Regions from separate parts of the Muntiacus reevesi genome. Here region 1 is linked to region 2. Evidence: chromatin contacts called from public Hi-C data. All regions are on one chromosome and are shown on one strand. The core of a region is the stretch at or near the end of the contact, and the rest is flanking DNA. Distances in the headings are between cores, read along the strand shown. Region 1 holds the start of TLE6 (TLE family member 6, subcortical maternal complex member). Region 2 holds the start of NCLN (nicalin).

The links. Hi-C and Micro-C count contacts between places; a contact is called where the count stands out from the background.
Region 1: a Hi-C map of muscle shows a contact between it and region 2, with 4 times the contacts expected there. The contact joins the promoter of TLE6 here to the promoter of NCLN in region 2. A contact is called at or near these places in 2 of 3 Hi-C or Micro-C datasets (blood and muscle).

The regions. Positions count from the first base shown.
Region 1 is chr1:199,546,767-199,552,133 of mMunRee1.1, reverse strand. It overlaps TLE6 (TLE family member 6, subcortical maternal complex member), which reads left to right and starts at 3,152. Exons shown (of 16, transcript XM_065934018.1): 1 at 3,152-3,205; 2 at 3,776-3,861; 3 at 4,357-4,430.
Region 2 is chr1:199,404,752-199,410,543 of mMunRee1.1, reverse strand. NCLN (nicalin) reads left to right here and starts at 4,104. Exons shown (of 15, transcript XM_065918077.1): 1 at 4,104-4,415. The coding sequence starts at 4,232.

The DNA of each region.
Region 1 (5,367 bases), core at 1,903-4,402, 140 kb before region 2:
TAAAAAAAAAAAAAAAAATTATTTATTTTTTTTTTTTTTAGGAACTTCTCTTTTAAAAAATATTTCTTGGGCTGCACTGGGTCTTAGTTGTGGCACTTGGGATTTTTTTAATTGTGGCATGCAATCTCTTAGTTGCAGCATGTGGGATCTAGTTCCCTGACCAGGGATCAGACCCAGGCCCTCTGCATCAGGAGTGTGAAGTCTTAACTGATGGACCACCAGAGAAGTCCCAGGAATTTCTCTTTTCTTTTTTTAAGAACTTCAGTTCTATGGAACTAACACAATATTTAGTAAATTAAATGTTTAGCAAGGAACTAAAGAGCCTCTTGATGAAAGTGAAAGAAGAGAGTGAAAAAGTTGGCTTAAAACTCAACATTCAGAAAACTAAGATCAAGGTATCCGGTCCCATCACTTCATAGCAAATAGATGGGGAAACAATGGAAACAGTGACAGACTTTATTGTCTTGGGCTCCAAACTCACTATAGATGGTGACTGCAGCCATGAAATTAAAAGACACTTGCTCCTTGGAAAAACTTTGTCCAACCTAGACAGCATATTAAAAAACAGAGACATTACTTTGCCGACAAAGGTCCATGGTTTTCCCAGTAGTCATGTATAGATGTGAGAGTTGTATCATGAAGAGAGCTGAGTGCTGAAGAATTGACGCTTTTGAACTGTGGTGTTGGAGAAGACTCTTGAGAGTCCCCTGGACCTCAAGGAGATTAAACCAGTCAATCCTAAAGGAATTCAATCCTGACTATTCATTGGAAGGATTGATGCTGAAACTGAAGCTCCAATACTTTGGCTACCTGATGCAAAGAACTGACTCATTGGAAAAGACCTTGATGCTGGGAAATACTGAAGGCAGGAGGAAAAGAGGACAACAGAGGATGAGGTGGTTGGATGACATCACCAACTCAGTGGACATGAATTTGAGTAAGCTCTGGGAGTTGGTGATGGACAAGCCTGGCGTGCTGCAGTCCATGGGGTCACAAAGAGTCAGACACAACTGAGCGACTGAACTGAACACGACACTGTAAATCAATTATGTACCTAGTCACTTAGTCACATCCAACTCTTTTCAACCCCATGGACTATAGCCCACGAGGCTCCTCTGTCCGTGGGATTTGCCAAGTAAGAATACTGGAGTGCATTGCCATTTCCTTCTCCAGAGGATCTTCCCCACCCAGGGATTGAACTAATAATGTCTTCTGAATTGGCAGGCAGGTTCTTAAGCACTAACGCCACCTGGCAACCCCAATACTGGAGATTTTCTATACTCCAATAGAAAATCAAAATTAAAGAGAATCTCAGACCTGCACTAACCAGCGGAACTTTCTAAGACGATGGGAATGTTATAGATTTGCAGGGCAGCTAGTCGTCCCCAGCCAGGTGCAGCTACTGAGCAGTTGACATTGATTCAGCCTGTGGCCCCGGAGGAACGGAGTTTGAAATTTTATTTCGTTTTAATTCATTTTCATTTAAATAACCGCAGGTAACCAGTGGATATCATGGGAGACAAGACAGACCAGGATAATAAACTGGTGTGTCCGGCTGACCCTCTACAACCACGGAGAGGAGTGGAGCACGCAGAGGGAGGCAATTAGCAGGCTGGACCATAAATAAAATATACTTCAATTATGGGCCAGTGGAGGGATGGTGGGCAAAAACCTGTATTTGAGGCTTATACATGGCAGCTCTCACTTTGGCCTTCACAAACAAGCCACAGAACCTGAATTGTGTGTTTACATCTTAACCTCTGGGGGCTATCTTCCTAGGATCTGAACTCTCAGTCACCCGTTTCCCTTCCACGTCCACCTCCTCTCCACGACAAAGCTACGACTTTGGTGGGGAAGGAGATTTCTCTGGTTTGTGTGAATCACAAACCTGCCTACTCCCGCCCCCCTTCACCACCACTCCCCCGGCCCCCCTCCCCCACCCCAGTGCCGGTGGCCAGGTGCAAACACGTAGGAGAATCAGCATTGTGTGAGTTTTGAACACAGCAGGGTTTAGGGCTACGGAGATTACAAGATTAGCTTCAATATAAACCAGATTTGGAGAAAAATAAGAACTGTGTCCAGGGGATGGATGCTTTCCTGAACTGGTGACCTCTGAGCTAGAGTTGAAGGTGAAGTATCCAGCCGGGGAACAGCCCAGGAGGGAACAGCCAGAGCGAAGGTTCTGGGGAGGGTACAAACTTGACCTCTCACTCCCACACTCTGCAGTAGCCACTTCCCATCTCAAGCAGGCCATTTCACAACAAAAACAGGACCCCTGAACCTCTCCACACACACTCCACCCTTATCTTTGAGGTCACCCCAAGCCTAGAGTAGAACTAGGCTTCCCCCCTTGGCCTTGAACCTGGAAAAGTGTACCAGTTCCAAGGCCTTCGCAGTATCCGGCCTTTGGTTCTCAGATTTCTCAGAGCCTCAGTCCCGGGGCTCGGAGGGCTGCTGGGAAAATTCGCTGATAAAATGCACAGCCCCAGGCTTGCCTCCTAGGAGGCTGGATAAAAGGGAGCCTTTGAATTTTCCCCAAGAAAGGGGACCGAAGCTTCGTTTGCAATGCACGTTATTTAATACTGAGGAGAAGGTGCTTAGTCCATATCTAAGGATCTGGAGTGAGAGCGCTTCCATTCCCCGCCCCACCCTCAGCCAGGAGCCGCTCCAGGGCAGGACGAAAAATTGACGAGACTTCTCACAAAACAAGGAGAATACACACCTCCCAGTCTCTCGTCTAGTGGCACCTTGTGACCCCAAGCCCCTTGCTTTAACTAAATATCCTCATCCCTGCCGGGACCCCAAATTGCTTACAACTCTACACGCTGCCCTTCCCAGCCTCGGGACCGCAAGGGTTAAGCGTAGGCGCCGGGCGCGCTGATTGACAGCCCGTCCGGCGGCTGGGGAGAGCCGACCAATCAGATATGGGAGTCGCGGCCCACGTGGGTAAGCGCCCTTACGATTGGTCAGCGCCGCCGGCGGCCGCCTGCGGAGCCCGATCCCACGTGCAGCTGCTGCTAATTCATTGACCGGCTTCGCGGTGCAGGTGGCGGCGGGGCGGGGCCGGGGCGGGCGGGGGCGGGGCCGGGGCGGGGCGGGGTGGGGCCCGATGGGTCAATTGGCCTCCGGGGTGGGGGGGTGCTTCCTGTCCGCCTGAACTTGGCTGACCCTGGCGGCTTCCTTCTGGGCCACCATCCTAAAAGAGGTGGGAAGGCCTTTGGATCTCTTGGCAGACCCCAGGGTCCCTGGGCTGGGGAGGGGGCTGGAAGGGTGCTGAGGGGCAGAAGTAAAGAAGTTTAGTGCCACAGGACTGATTAGGTCTCTTTCTTCCTGAGAAATTTCTAATTCACCTGGCCAACTCTTATTCATCCTTCAAAACCCCTTTCCAAATGATATTCTCCGGTGCTTTAGGAAATTGTCTCAAAACTAAGTTTGAGCTTTGATATCTTTGTCTGGGGTTCCTCCAGCCCTGACTGCTCTTAGAAGGAAGTGTATATGTTTGGCACCATACCCTGTGCCCCACCTCCTAGAGTGAAGCCCCAGGGGACTCCCCACCAGGAATCAGCACAGCTGGAACCCCCAGAGAGAGGTGAATGAATGAACATCGGGTGTAGAGAATGCAGTGGGGTACTGGCGCTCAGGGAGGGGTCGGAGGCCCAGGACTCAGCCCTAGAGGGAAGATCAAGGTGGGCCAAGGGTGGGGTGGGGCTGGTTGTGTCTCTGTTCCCGATCAGCCTTCTGTGCTCAGGATCTGTAATCTCCTTGTTAATTTTAGAGTCCCTGGCTAAATTCCTTGTTACTGCAGCCTGAAGAGTGACCTCTTGGGGTCGTCTCAGCCCCCACGGACACCCTCAAAGCATGGTGAGGCATTACCCCTTAGGGGAGGGGCGAGGAGGCAGCAGCTGGGCTCAAATCTCTCCTGCTCCTAAGGGAGGGACATGGGCTGGCCTTTAAGCTGGGGATACAAAGCCATCATACTTTAAGCCACTTTCGTTTTAAAATTAAACTTTTTATCACCCAGGTGATACACACCTGGCTACATCATTTATTCAGTTAATATTTTACAAGCAAAAGTCCCTTCCCCTTTCCTGCCCCCGACCTCATTACTTCCCAGAGAAAACCACTTCTAACAGTTTAGGCCAGGGGTCGGCAAGCTTCCATAACAGGCCAGAAAGTAAATATTTTCAACTTTAGGCCGGGAAGATACCGTGTGGGTACTTAAGTAATAACAGAGAGAGAGCAAATGACCTTCAGGTCTCAGGAGGTCCTGCCCCACCCTCTTTGGGGCTGATGACTTGACAGCAACTATGCTGGCCATCTGTGGGTTTTGTTCATCTCCCACTTTGACTTCTCCAGGAGCATTCTCAGGCCAACCTTCCAGCCCAGAACTATCAGTACGCCCTGGATCAGCTCAAGCAGCACTTCCCCAGGTGAGGACAATCCCGGGGTCTGGAGGCACCGCTGTGGCCGGAAGTCCCACAGAGGGAAAGAACCCCCGCTTTGTCTCCATGGCCCAAAATGCAGGACCAGTGTGGGTGGCGACCACGTTGGAGGGTGACGCAGAAGGAAAGGAAAAGCAGTAATACCAATCCTGGCTTTCATTTCAATTTTTGACTGTGTGTGGTTCAGTATGGATTTGCTCTCATTCAATTATATTTTGTAAAATACTGCATTAAAATCATGTTCGTCTTGACACTGCTTTCAGTGTGGCACGTGGAAGGGACTAGCTCCCTTAATGGAACTGCCCTGCTGGGAGACTGAAGGCAGGGCACATTCTGGGGAAGGGTCTTGAGGCCTCCACTTCCAGCGGGTCTGTCTTCCCCGGCAGGTTCCCCACTCACTTGACGACGCAGGTGGACCTCGCTTACGGCTTGGTGAGCCCCACCCCCACCTGTCAGCCTGTCTGGAGCCACCTGGAAAGGCTGTGGTGTTTAGCCTCACAATCTGGGTTAGGGGACACCTTCTCTACTTTGCTTGCCTTAGGCAATGCAAAGAACCCACTGAGCCCCAGCTTCCTGTGTTTTTCTTCTTTTAAATGGAATTCAGTCATAGACACTTTTATTTTTATTTTTAATTTTTGGCTCTGCTGGGTATTTGTTGCTGTTCTCAGGCTTTCCTTAGTTGTGGTGAGTGGGGGCTACTCTCTAGTTGGGGTCGAGGGCTTCTCATTGCAGAGCATGGGACTCAGTAGTTGTGGCTTTCAGGCTCTAGAGCACAGGCTCAGATGCTCTGAGGCATGTGGGATCTTCCCTGGCCAGGAACTGAACCCATGTTACCGCTGAACCACCAGGGAAGCCCATGTGAGTTTTTCTTAATTAATAAAAACCTTGCTGTGAAAACAAGCAATTCCATATTTAAATTAAGGAA
Region 2 (5,792 bases), core at 2,855-5,354:
TTTTGAGTGCTTGATGGGACATGTGACTTGTGGCTACTGTTTTGGATAATGCAGACACAGAATCCATCCATCATCACAGAAGTGCTATGGGACAGGGAGGGGAAAGTTCTAAGCATGTATAAGCTAGGATTGCATACTTGCGTCAGTCACTCAGTCGTGTCCGACTCTTTGTGACCCCATGGACTGTAGCTTACCAGGTTCCTCTGTCCATGGGATTCTCTAGTCAAGAATACTGGAGTGGATTGCTGTTCCCTTCTCCAGGGAATCTTCCTGACCTAGGGAATGAACCCATGTCTCCTGTGTCTCCTGCATTGGGCATCAGCAGGTGGGTTCTCCCTTCCCAGAGCGCCCCCTGGATAACCCATAACCTGGGATGCTTCTTATATTTTCCGGATTCCTGATCATGTGTGGGGTGGAACAGTGACAAGGTGGGTGGGGTCTTGGCGGAATTTGGGGTGAGTGAAGCCCGGGCTGCCTTGAAGCTCTTGACCTGAAACCCCGGGCCTGTGTGAGTTGGGCCTGTTGGCCCCATGGCCCCCTCCTCCCCGTGAGTGTCACACTTTGCTTTGACTGAACTGGACTATTTGCTGCTCCTTCCCATCTGGTACCTTTGCACCTGTCTTTGTTAACCCCACTAGAGTGGCCTGTGCATCCTTCAGGTCTCAGCTTCAGCATCACCTCCTCCAGGAAATCTCCCTGATTTCTCTTCTTCCTTAGCCCCCTTCCAGGCTCACACATCTGCCTGTGCATCTCCATCACAGCTCCAATCACACCTGGTCACACATCCACCTCCTCCCCCGGACTTTGAGCTCCATGATAGTGGAGTTAGTGACAGTGTTTGGGTCACTGCTGTGTCCCAAACACAGCACGGGGCCCAGCAGGTGGGAGATGCTCCATGAACTAGAGCTCTGGTATAACTGGTCCCAGCAGCATGCCTTCCACTGAAACCTCTTCACCTCCTTATTCCCCACCTCCCTAACTGAGGTGGAGCTGTCCTCATGAATGTAGTCCTCTGTTCTTAGGTGGCTCAGGTGTCTGTAACTCATTGCTGTTCCCCAGCTCTGCCATGCACCACGGGTTTCAGTTTCCTCATCTGTAAAATGGAGATACCGATATCTCCTGCCCTCCTGGGATATTCATAAGGCAAGGAATATAAAGGCTCTCAAACTGTGCATGTTTGTGTAATGTGCTGTGCTCAGTGCTCAGTCGTGTCTGACTCCTTGTGATCCCGTGGACTGCAACCCGTCAGGCTCCTCTATCCGTGGAATTTTCCAGGCAAGAATACTAGAGTGGATTGTCATTTCCTCCTCCAGGGGATCTTCCAGACCCCAGGATCGAACCCGTGTCTCCTTTGTCTCCTGCATTGGCAGGTGGATTCTTTACCACTGCACCACTTGGGAAGCGTGTTTTTGGGAAGCGTGTTTTGGGGAAGCGTGTTTTTGTAACAGGGAAGAACAAATCTGACTCCCTATTAGATCTGTTCCTCTTACTTTCACCTTTGTGCCCTGTTGCCTGTCATGCTGATTCTGCACCTTTTGTACAAGAATGTTGCATTAAAGCCTGAAATATACAGGAGAGCCTGTCCTCAAGGCTCTGAAACTTGAATCTATTCATACAGAAGTAAAAAGTTGCAGAACAGAGAATAACATTTGTCTCATTGGAGGCTTATAGGAACATCCTGTCCTTCGTGGCCAGCTGCAAGAACAAAGGATTCCAACACTAAGAAATCTGCAACAATCATCACGTCCGTCTCACCTTACTTTGCTGAAACCCTTTGGGGAGTATGAGTTTATAAGCCATGAGCCATTGGTCTACTTGCATGGTGCTGCAGTAAACCTTTCTCTGCTCCAACTCCCAAAGTTTTGGTTTGCTGTGAATGAACTTGCTTTTGGTAACATAGATAAATGAATAATAACAAAGAAGCCTTAAAGACTACTCTGTTGTTCTAATCACCTGTGTGTTAATTTATTTAATCCTTGCAAAACCTCCAGGAGGCAGATACTGTCATTAACTTCATGTTTCAGATGGAGAAACTGAGACCCAGAGAGGTTAGGTAACACATAAGTTCACACAGCTGGGAAGAGGCAGAATTGGGATTCAGACTCAGACAGGTGACTTCTTGATCCCTGGTCGTTACTGCCTTTTTAATGAATGAATGAATGAATACCAGTTCCTTCCCTCTTTGGAAAACTAAGAATGAATGTTTCAAGTTATTCTTTGGTTTCCAAGGTTTCACCTCCACAAAGCAGAATTAGTTGAAACTCCCCATTTTACAGACAGAAAAACCAAGGCTCAGGGGAGGAGGTGGTACGGGTAGCCCTAAGATCCAAGCCTCGTTATCTGAGCCAGATTCAGGCCCCTTTCTTGCTCTGTCTCTGGGTGAGTGTGTGTGTGTGTTGCCTGTTCATAGCCTGGCTGGGAGGAGCAGGGGTAGATGGAGAAGCAGATAATAAATATTTGCTGATGAAGATCACTTGGGCCAGAATGAGTTCTCACCCCTCTCCCTACCCTGCCAAGCCACTCTTGACTCCTCCAGCCTGGGACCCCCCACCCCCACCCCGCCCGGAGAGACCTGGGGATGGCCAGAAGCAGGTGACATAGCTGGGAAGGATGGGCTGGTGTGTTAGGGTGTTCATGACTCATTTATTCACTCACTCATTCACTTAATGACTGTGTGTCAGGCTCTATTCTGGGCACTGGGGTTGCAGCTGTGAACAACCTGGCACCTGCTTGCACAAAGGTCACAGTTTGGCGTGGGTGACAAGCACCAAACTAAGCGTCCGTTATTTTTGGTAAGGAACTACCCATGCAGAAAGCAGGAGGGGTCTGTGAGGGTTATGCAGGAAGAGAAGATGCAGCAGCTCCAAGGCTGCATGAGCTTGGTGCATTCTCATAATACCCGCATTTATTGAGCACTTCATGTATGCCTTTCAAAGTGCATTCACATGAACTATCTTACTGAATCCTCACACACCCCTGAGTAGCCTGGGAAGAGTGTTTGATTATTTATCATCATATTCAGCAGGCAGTTGAGGAAATGGAGGCTCAGAGAGGTGAAAAGATTTGCCCAAGGTCACATAGCTGGGAAGTGGAGGAGCTGGGACTTGAACTCATGTTATTAGTCAACACAACTGCCTCCTCTCACTTGGGACAGAAGGGAGGCTCAACTCCTTAGGCAACAGTACCAGAGCCTAGGGGCTAGGGTCATTGTGTTCTGCACCCTGTGGCCTCAGCCTTCTCATCCGTACGGAGGGTATGAGTTACTGATGACCCTTAAGGCCTCTGACCCAGGGACAATTGGGTTCTTAGGGTGGGCAGATTAGAAAATATTAATTTAAGACACTCAGTAGAATTTGAATTTCTGATTATCAACGAGTAACTTTTTTACTATGAATATGCCCCGAATATAATTAAGCCTAAGTATAAATAATTATATCATCAACCCCAGCACAACGCCAGGTTGCAGACTACAAGTCCCATAATCCACTGCGACATTCCCTTTTAGGAACCTGTCATGATTTTTTGATTCTTCTTTCATTCATTTATCCAAAAATTATATAACCCACCCGTTGTGTGCCAGGCCTTGGGTCAAGTTCCGAGGAATACATCAGTGCACAAAGCAAACACAAATCTTTGCCCTCAGGCAATTTAACATCTATATTCTTTGGGAGTTTTAAGTGTTTTTTCCCAGACATCTGCCAGGAAGACTTCAGCTCCCATGAGCCCTTGTGCTTGCTCGAGACTACAATTTCCAGGAGTCCTAGCGCAACAGGTCCGCCCCTCTCTTCCTTATTTCTAACTTTCTTCCGGGTCGCAAGGTCACCTCCTGTACAACCTCTTTTCCTCTCGTCCCTCGCCTTTCTCCCACGGCAAAAACAGGGTTTCAATAAGTTACACTGCTAATAGTTTGTTTTAAAGTCTCCGTATTTTCTCACTTGGAGTTTAAGCGGAACTTTAGCCGACAGTCCACCACAGCTTTATTAGGGAGTAACAGAATGGGCCCACAACTCCCATGTGGCTCCGAGAGCCGGAAAGACTACAACTCCCAGTAGGCAGCGCGTCGGACGGGCGGCCCTCGGCGGTGCCGGCAGGACCCCGGGCGGGCGCGGGCTGCCCGACGCGGCGCCCGCAGGACCCCGGCGCCTACCCATGCCGAAGTGAGTCCGCGGGAGCCACCGCCACCGCCGTCCCGACGCCGCCGCCGCCCCGCGCGGCCCCGCCGCAGGCCAGGATGCTGGAGGAAGCGGGCGAGGTGCTGGAGAATATGCTGAAGGCGTCGTGCTTGCCTCTCGGCTTCATCGTCTTCCTGCCCGCGGTGCTGCTGCTCGTCGCACCGCCGCTGCCCGCCGCCGATGCGGCGCATGAGTTCACCGTGTACCGCATGCAGCAGTACGACCTGCAGGGGCAACCCTACGGTGCGTGGACCCGGGCCCCTGGCCTTCCCCCTGGGCCCGGCTCTTCTCCTGGGCTCTTGGTCTCCTCCGGCTCAGCCTCCCGGCTGGGGCCCTGACCTCCCGCCCAGCCTCCCGCCTCCCTAGGGCCCCGGCCTATGCCGGCCGGGATGCCCCTTCCCGTGGTTCGGTCTCTGCTCCCTGGATCTCAGGACCTGCCTCTCCCACACGTCCAGCAGGAGTTAAGCTTGCAGACCTCACTTGGGCCACCAGACCCTTTACCGGAGCTCCAGGCAAGTCCGAGCCTGGATACCTGAACCGCTGCTGGGCCCCTAGCTCTCTGTGTCCAGTATCCTGGGGACCCACCGCGCTGGCTCCCACAGCCCTCTGGCCCCGTCCCCGACAAGGGCTACCTGCTCCAGAACGCAGAACTCCCAGCCTCAGGCGACACTGTCGCTGCTCTTGACCTGGGTCCCCTGTCTCTCCCCAATCCCCAGCTGGAGCAGAACACCAGCCTTGGGCCTCCTTGATTTGGAGTGGAGTCTCTCAGCGCCGTTCTTCCAGGCTAAGCTAGACAACCCTGCACAGCCCTTCAGCACCCCGGTGCGCTTTATCTAGTGCTCACATTCTGCCCTGCTTAAGGGCTCAGAGCTCTGATTGCTCACCCCAGCCTGTCTTTATGTCAAGGCCTTCCCTACTCCCTGGTCCCAGCTCATGAATTAGGTTCCTCAGAAATTATCCTGCCTTTGTGCTCCTGAAATCCCATGTACTGCTCCCTGCTTGGGAGCGTACCCACCCCTCAGCCCTCCTGCTGCTCCTTCTCCCCAGGATTTCAGGCCTCCAGGCCTGGATCCTGCCTTGCTTCTGTTCTCCAGCCCTGCCCCCTCATCTGTTAAAATCTTTTGAAAGTGCCCTCTCTTTTCCCGGCCTTTATGTAGCTGGTGTTCCAGAACCTTTTGGCCTCTGGTTTCTCCCCCAACTTGGTATCTAAGGCCCGTCCACCCCATGAGGGCTTCCCCTCCCCAGTCCCCCGGTCCCCTCATCTCTGAGCCCTGGTTCTCTTGGACTGACCTCTCTTGTTGGAACGTCAGGGCCAACCTGAGTCCCCTGGACCCCTCGCCACCGCCAGGTCCTCGGGGAGCCCCAGTGTCTGGAGACATCCCCCTCAGACCCCATCTCATCCCAGAGTTACATCATTTCTGTTTAGTGCAGCGTTTGTCAATGCATGGGTCCCTGAGTGATGACTTTGGGTTGTCATGATTGACAGCCTCCTGGCATTTAGTGGGGCCAGGCCAGGGGTGCTGCCCCACACCTCACCGTGCCTGGGACAGTCTCACTCAGAAAATTATCTGGGCCAGATTGTCAGCAGTGCCAAGGGGGAGAACTCAGAGTTACAGTGTT